Regions from separate parts of the Rattus norvegicus genome. Here region 2 is linked to region 1. The links are chromatin contacts, called in public Hi-C maps. All regions are on one chromosome and are shown on one strand. Each heading gives the region's core, a stretch centred on a gene start, on an enhancer-like site or on the middle of the called end of the contact. The rest is flanking DNA. Distances are from core to core; before and after follow the strand shown. Region 1 overlaps Car13 (carbonic anhydrase 13). Region 2 holds the start of Rbis (ribosomal biogenesis factor).

Region 1 (4,045 bases), core at 306-2,805:
CTTCAGGGGCTGTGGCGGACGGTGATTGCTTAACAGGAAAGCCGCACTCTCGCCCTCAGCTGTGCACAAGAGGCTTCGGAATCTGGCCAACTGTTGAAAATTAGAGCAGAATTAATTTTACCACAGAATATCACACAGATCTTTATGAACTATGTGGAAAAGATAGAAGAGTTTTAGTCTTTAGTCTTCCAGCAGCTAAAAAATAAGGCAATGTAATAGGTCACAGATCATAAAGCATTGTTCTTTTAGATTCTCTTTGCTATATAAATAACAATGAATCCAAAATTACATATATAAATATTCTTCACTTGAGGACCAAAGTTGAAATTGTAGGTTGTGCTCTAAACAGTACAAACCGGGATTTGCAGAACGGTTTTCTGTATTTTCCCCTCTCTACAACATACATCTGACATTTTATTACAAAAATGTCCTCAAATATACATCATCTTTTAAACCTCCTTATTCTATGTAATACATACTATAAGTATCTTTGTATATCAATAAATATAACTTTACGCACTACTTGTAATTGCTGCAAAGCTCTAAAACTCCAGTCATGTGAGGAAATTCAGGATTGTTAAATAAGATTTATCAAAAGTCCACAGTGATAAAGACTGGATAAATTCCCTGAAAAAATATATATATACTGCATATTAGAACAAGGTTTGTTATTTCTTTTGATTTTGCATTGTTTTGATGAAGACAAATTAGTAAACTGTTAGGCTGAGATAGTCCCCTAACCTCAGGCCACATCAGGTAGGCTTCCACCCTTCTTCCTTTCCTGTACGGTATCAGACAAGAGAGTGGCAGAGGAGAAAGCGGCTCTCACCATTAACACAGTAGCTTACAACCACGGCCTGTGAATGCAGCATCTGATCTGTGCTTGTGCAAATGAGATGCTGTCATGTCTTCTTAAAGAGCCCAGAAACGGGAACGAGAGGACAAATGATCACAACTTATGAATAGTCATTCTCCCTAGAGTAGAACCTTCTAGTTTGAAACAGATAAGACTTATGAGAAAGAGTTCCTGGTGAAATCCACAGAAACAGGCTAAAGTAACCCTGGTCATGATTCCAGTCAAGGGGAATGCAGTTCAATTCCAAGATAATGATCTATGCACCTCCCAGGACAACATGCCTCCCCAGGGATGTCACTGATTGCTAAAAAGACCACAATACACACACACACACACACACACACACACACACACACACACACCACACACCACACAAATTCAATTCTCAGAAGTTTGTCATCAATCCCCACCTTGTATCCCTTTGTTCTCATCCGTGCAGAACTGCATCTTGCTGTAGAACTTTCCTCTACCACCTTGCACATTTGCCAAGAGCCCTAAGCCTTAGCACTCTCCCCATCGCCTGCCTAGCCAGGTAGGACATGCCAAGCCCTGCTGAGGTTAGTTTCTTTTGGCTTCATGACCTTCCTGGCTGGCTCAGATATCTTATCCCCACACGTAGGCACAGGCTGATTCAAGCAGAAAACTTGCCCCCTTTTCAAAAAGGCTGACTCAGCACCCATCCCTTCTTGGCAGGTTCTTCTCAGTGTAGCCTGCAGGCTGAGGGAAGTGTGACTTGCTTTGCTGGTTTCCTGGGCCCAACTACTAAGATCTTCATTTCCTTAAAGAGCAACCCCAGCAAGACAAAATCCTTTTTCCCAAAGTTCTCTAAGTAATTTTTTGTCACCCTTGTCTCAGTCATCTTTAAGAACTCTCTACTGCCAGCCAAAGTTGGGTAATAATAAAATTAAGTTCTTTCCTGGAACACAGAGATCCAGACTTTGTGCTTAAGTGCTTTATGCCACGTTATTTAATTTAATCCCCCAAATGACTACAATGCGCAAGTATGTGGTGGTCAGATGAGAAAGAAAGAGAAGTGGAGCAACTTGAGCATTGTGGAGAGAGATAAAAGTGGAGACGCAAGGGCAGAGAGGAGTAGCCTGCTGTGAGGGCCAGCCCTGCCATCTGGGGCCATGGTGAGGTCCCAGCCTGACTTGCTACTAAGGGGCATGAGTCCACTAGACTCCTAGTGGCTACATGACTGACCCTGCCCCTCATTGTATGCTATGCTCTGAAGAACTGGCTCCATTTCTCACAGGAGGCAACACTCAGGAAAGTGGGCCCTCCACCTCACCCAGGCAGCACAGTGGAACTGGCCCTGGGAGTGGGGGGCGTGGGTAGACAATCCTAAGTGTAGGATAGCTGACCCTGCTACTCTTCTGCCATAATATGGCACAGGCAAATAGGTGATATCCCCCTGTCCACCACCACCACCTCAGGCAGTAGGCAAAGCTACCCAAAGGATCGTGAGCTCAGGAGATCCAGTCCTGCCCCTCACCAGCTGTACTGCACTGCACTGCATGGCAGAGATGAGCCTGGTAGTGTGGGTGCAGGTGAGCCAGCCCTGAGCATGAAAGCTCGGAGAGCTGGCCCTGCTACTACTCTTCATCTGCCATCTGGTGGCATGGGTATGGGATAATGCCCTCCCCTTTCTTATCCCTCACCACCTGCAATAGTCAGGAGAGTGGACCTGAGAACATGAGAGCAGGAAAGGCCACTATAGCATTCAGGAGAGTGGTACCGGCTCCTTGACTGGGCAGTACAATGGAGCTGGCTCTGGAGAAATGGATGCAGGTGGCCTGGTGCCAAGGGCATGAGAGCAGGTGAGCTGCCTTTCACCAATGGCAGCATTAGGTGGCCTAGTGTTAGCAGTGCTGGAGAGTTCACTCTGGTGGTGCAAATAAGTGAAAGCCTGAACATTGACTAGCTCTGTTAGCAACCTGGCCCAGATCCAGGGCTCTGTTTGACACACCCCAAAATCTGTATTATCAGTGAACATTTGGGATTCGTCAAAAGGCCAGTCCTGCTGTTTCAAAGCTGCAGGATCTCCATGACACAAGGCAACAGCAGGATAACCAGGAGGAGCCGTGGTAAAGATCCATTATCGATGGTGTTACTGAAGCCAGAGATCTTGAACCACACCAATGACTCCTAGGAGTGCTGGGGAAGGTTGTAAGGTAAAGGGCAGCTCTGATGGGTAAAACTTGGGTGCATAATGGGAATATCACAACAAATCAATTTAAAGAGAAAGAAAGGAGGAAAAAAAGTTGGGGGTGGCTCAGGTGGTAAAGTCACTTACTACACAACTACAATGAAGTATGTTCAATCCCAAGAACCCACAAATAGGTAAAAGGAGAGAAACAACTCCACAAATTTGTCCATTGATATCCATATGCACAGTGGGGTACATATACACCCCATACATATACACACAAACATCATATACAGACCCATGTAGACACCTCTTTCTCTCTCTCTCTCTCTTCTCTCTCTCTCTCTCCCTCTCTCTCTCTCTCTCTCTCTCTCTCTCTCTCTCTCTCACACACACACACACACAGGATACTAAAAACAAGTAAAAATTTTTATAGAATTAAATGCCTTAAAAATTACTTTTGCCGAGTAATTTTTAAAATCAACAATATAAGACATTTTGTCTCAGTATGAAAACACTGAACAACTGAAAAATTCTTCCATATTTTGCATTTTTATAAACTTTAAATTTAGGAAAAATGTAGAGTTATAGAACTACTGCAAAAAGGCTATAAATATTTCCCACCCAACCCAACTCAGTTTTCCTATGAAAGACATCTTCTATTTTATGGTACACTTTCCATACCCGTTGATTCAATATCAGGTTAGCAACATCAATTAAGGTTTCTGCCTAATAATGGCTTATATTTACTTTCTCTGTTTTGCAGCATTGAGGATTGAACCCAAGGTCTTACAGGATACAAGAGCTCTATCACAGAGTCCAATCCCCAACCTATCCATTGACATTCCTTTTCAGTTTTTCAGTCTCCTTTTGCTTTTGGCAACCTTGACACGTTGGAAGGAGTCCTAACTATATTCTGGTATGGCTCCCAACAGAGCTTTGGCTTAGAGTTTTCTATCCCCATGATTAAGTTGAAACATTTTAAAGTATCTTTTTTTCTTTATTCCTTAAATCTTAATAGTGATTTGAATGGTTATTAA
Region 2 (4,411 bases), core at 503-3,002, 60 kb after region 1:
TCTATAGGTTTGGTTACTTGTGGCATCACTTTGACACCCTTACAAGGTAGACTTGTACGTTCATTTTTTGCCTTGCTTGGGGTAAGGGGATCTAATCCAAGGGCATATGACATGAGATTCATAGGTATTTATTATTACTATGTTTTAGAACTTCCCCCCAGCAATAGGAAGGCAGAGATAGGTGGATCTCTGTGAGTTGAAGGCCAGCTTGGTATACAGAGATAGCTGGAGGACAGCCAGGACTACACAGAGATACTCAGTCTTGAAAACCAAAGCAAAGAACAACACCCCTGGGGAGGGAAAAGGAGTGGACCTTTCTTTTTTAAAATTTTTATTGGATATTTTATGTATTCACATTTCAAAAGTTATCCCCTTTCCCCCTCCCAACTCCCCCTGTTTTTATGAAGATGTTGCTACTCCCACCCACCCACTCCCACCTCAACACCCTGGCATTCCCCTACACTGGGGAACTAACCTTCACAGGACCAAAGGCTTCTATTTTATTGATGCCAGACAATACCGTTCTCTGCTACATATGTGGCTGGAGATATGGGTCTCTCCATGTGTACTCTTTGGTTAGTGGTTTAGTGCCTTGGAAACTCTGGGGGATCTGGTTGGTTGATGATGTTCTTCCTATGAGGTTGCAAACCCCTTCAACTGGAGTGGACCTTTCAAAAGAAAACAAAATGTGTGTTAACAAGAAATTACATTTCCTTCCAGAATTTATTCTGTGACAAGTATATGATTCATTTTAAAAGTTGACCTTTCTATAAGGAGATGAAGGACTGATTTAGTGGAAGCAGGACTTGAGAAGATGCCAGTTGTGGTGGACTGCTGGAAGTGGCTTAAGCCCTGGCCTCAGTGGGACCTTGCTTGCAGAAGTGGGTAGTATGATTGCATTACTTTGGTATGGAGCAAACAGCAGGAAGAATGCTTCTAAGATACAAGATTACATATAAATGAGAACACTTCATTTATTTAAAACTTGTTTCCCTGTGATGTCTACGAAATAAGTAGAAACATGTGGAAACAGCTACCTGAATAACCTCTTGGAAAATGTTTATAGATTTTTCTGAAACACCCTAACGGAAATGTGCAGAGTTGCAAAGGTGAAGGGGGCTTCGTCCGAATTGTCTCAAACGTTCTTTATTTTGCATATGTATGCAAACACAAACACACTCTATTATGAATGATTTATGTACATCTGATGTGCTGTAGGAAAGTTTCTTGGAATAAGGTGAAAAGGATGTGAACTTTTTCTTTAGTGTATGAACGCCGCCCGCGGTCGTAGCGCCACCTCCTGGACACCGCAGGACCCGCGGCTTGGACAGGTGACACCAAGCATCTGAGGCCGGAAGGTCAGACTTCTCTGGTGAGAAGGCTTTGGCGAGAGTCTTTCTCGCCTTTCGTGGGTCAAACGACGACCACTTGGTCAAAGGCGCTAGATGCAAGCGAGGCGGTGGGTGGAACATGTGGGAGGCTTCTTCCCAAGTACCAGCTTAAACCTGTGGAAAACATCGAGGGGGCGCTAGTAAGCGAATCTCCGCTGAGTTGATTCCTCCTCCCCTTTGAGGACGGCTCCTTCAGAGTGGGCGGGGCCAAGGCGAAAAGGCGGGGCTCCGCTCTGAGGACCTATTGTGAAGGGCGGGGCTGAAAGAACTGGGGGCGTGACCCAGCTCCGGGGGCCCTGCGGTAGGTGGGATTACGGCTGGAAAGAGCTCACTTGATTGGCTCCTCTTCCCGGAACTTCCTGTGTCTTGAGCTTGTGGATGGCATCACTGTGAACGTGCAGTCTCGTGAACTTTGGTGAGCAGCTAATGGGGTTTTTCGGAGCGCTATGGTGAAATGTTTGGGGCCCAGGCAGAGAGTGGTGGGACTACTGGCTGCGACTGCTCCGAAGGCTCTGTTCTCCCAACTTTTAGTTCTCTATCGACTTCTCGTGGGCGATGGAACTACCTGGGTGCCCAGGCCCGAAACCTTGCGGCCACCCCTTGGCAGGGTGTGCCTTCATCAGAATTTTAAAGTAGCAGACTGTTTTCCCTGAACCTGGCTTCAGTTAGGCTGTTGATTTTCTGGAACCTTTCTGTGTTTCCATTTACTAGCGTCGCTCGTCATTCGAGTCTGTAACATTATTAACTTTGTACGCGTCATGTTGATAATCTTTCTGCATGTAAAATCTGGTTGTGTGTACTTACACACCCATTCTTTATTACTTCAGGCTTAGTAAATAATTAGTGAATACTGGATGACAGGGTAGACGGGGGTGGGGGGAGGTGTTAGATAACATAGGTTGAATGGCTTTTTAGTTATTTCTTTTTACTCCTGTAATGTATTTTTCTACTGTTTATTTCTAAGCAGAAAAATATAATTACTGTTAGAGCTCAAAAGTGAGTTGTTTCTATATACATAAAATATATAAAATGTATATATATATTGTATATATGGGGATATATATGCATATTGTATATGCATAGTTTAATTAAATCATAAAACATGCTAGGTTACCTGTCATGCATGGCATTGTATAGTCATTGTATATGCATATTCCTTGTGTGTGCAGCCAAGATATAGTCTGAGCAAAATGGGAAGGGAAGATATGGCAGATTTCAGGCCAGAGTCAAGAGTACCAAGGACATAATAGACCAAGGCATATTGCCCTGTGTACGTTATGACAACCATTGATGTTTTTAATTTCTTTACAATTTCATACTTAATAAAAGTTGCCACTGTGTGTAGTTGACATGTGCAAAAACTAGGGAATCTTTTAGTAAAGAGAAAGCTAAATAAACAGTTTGTGGGCCAGAGTTGCAGCAGAAAAGCAGCCAAAACCATACACTGGAAGTGAAGATAATGGACTTAAGTTGCCTGGCATGATTTTGTTTAAGATCTAATCACAAAAGCAGAAAATTAGCAGTTTTTTGTTCATGAGAGAGGCAATATAACATAATGACCTCTAGTCTAACTTGTATGGCTTTAAATTTTTGCATCGCTTTTTAAATTTGTAAGATGGGGATAATGGTCTTTAACACAAAAGCTTGCTTGTGTGTGTGTGATCGATATCAAGTTCAATCAAGGACTAGGAGTCTCAGACCTGGTGCTAGGGATGCAGGAACGTTTGAGATATGTGTGCCTCATATCTGAAAACCTGGCAAAATGTCTAGGAGTGAAAGACAGGATGTTTGTAACAACTTTTAAAATAATCAGAACTAAGATGGACTTTAAAATTTTAAATTGACTTGTGGTTCAAAATATAAGCAGTTTAACTGAACCCCTTTCTTTTTCTAGACAATGGCCAAGAACAAACTAAAAGGGCAGAAGTCCAGGAATGTATTTCATATAGCCAGCCACAAACCTTTGAAGGCTAAAAACAAGGCAAAACCAGTTACTACTAATCTTAAGAAGGTGAGTATTTAAGCATTCTGATGTGATTGTTTACAAGCAAAATGTAAACTAGCAATGGCATTTTGTTACTTAACCCAGAAGTTCGTAGCCTTTCTTACTAGGCAAGACTTTTTAAAAATATTAAGGTAAATAGCCTCCTTTTTAAAATACAAATTTAGTGTGGTATATCTACACAATGGAATATTATTCAGCTATCAAAAACAATGACTTTATGAAATTCATAGGCAAATGGATAGAACTGGAAAATATCATCCTGAGTGAGGTAACCCAATCACAGAAAAACACACATGGTATGCATTCATTGATAAGTGGATATTAGCCCAAATGCTGGAATTACCCTAGATACACAGAACACATGAAAGAAGGATGACCAAAATGCAGATGCTTTACTCCTTCTTTAAAAGGGGAAGAAGAATACCCTTGGGAGGGAATAGGGAGGCAGAGTTTAGAACAGAGGCAGAAGGAACGCCCATTCAGAGCCTGCCCCACAAGTGGCCCATACATATACAGCCACCCAATTAGACAAGATGGATGAAGCAAAGAAGTGCAGGCTGACAGGAACTGGATGTAGATCTCTCCCAAGAGATACAGCCAGAATACAGCAAATACATAGGCGAATGCCAGCAGCAAACCACTGAACTGAGAACAGGATCCCGTTGAAGGAATCAGAGAAAGGACTGAAAGAGCTTGAAGGGGCTTGAGACCCCATATGAACAACAATGCCAAGCAACCAGAGCTTCCAGGGACTAAGCCATTACCCAAAGACTATACATGGACTGACCCTGGGCTCCAACCTCATAGGTAGCAATGAATAGCCTAGTAAGAGCACCAGTGGAAGGGGAAGCCCTTGGTCCTGCTAAGACTGAACCCCCAGTGAACGTGACTGTTGGGGGGAGGGCGGTAATGGGTGGAGGATGGGGAGGGGAACACCCATATAGAAGGAGAGGGGGGGTTAGGGGGGATATTGACCCGGAAACGGGGAAAGGGAATAACAATCGATATGTAAATA

Evidence for each region. A called contact is a pair of places that touch in the nucleus more often than the background predicts.
Region 2: a Hi-C map of the A7r5 cell line shows a contact between it and region 1, with 4 times the contacts expected there. The contact joins the promoter of Rbis here to the enhancer-like site in region 1. A contact is called at or near these places in 3 of 12 Hi-C or Micro-C datasets (the A7r5 cell line, the Rat2 cell line and Schwann cells).

Annotation. Positions count from the first base shown.
Region 1 is chr2:88,650,811-88,654,855 of GRCr8, forward strand. Car13 (carbonic anhydrase 13) reads right to left here. Exons shown (of 7, transcript NM_001134993.1): 7 at 1-90. Among named protein-coding and RNA genes, the nearest start is that of Car13, 28 kb to the right of the region's middle. Within about 2 kb of position 1,556, at least 7 of the 93 cell types and tissues checked have an H3K27ac peak or open chromatin away from gene starts, as enhancers often do. A contact at or near this core is called in the A7r5 cell line, where this site is marked.
Region 2 is chr2:88,710,807-88,715,217 of GRCr8, forward strand. It overlaps Rbis (ribosomal biogenesis factor), which reads left to right and starts at 1,753. Exons shown (of 4, transcript NM_001109179.1): 1 at 1,753-1,806; 2 at 3,286-3,402. The coding sequence starts at 3,289.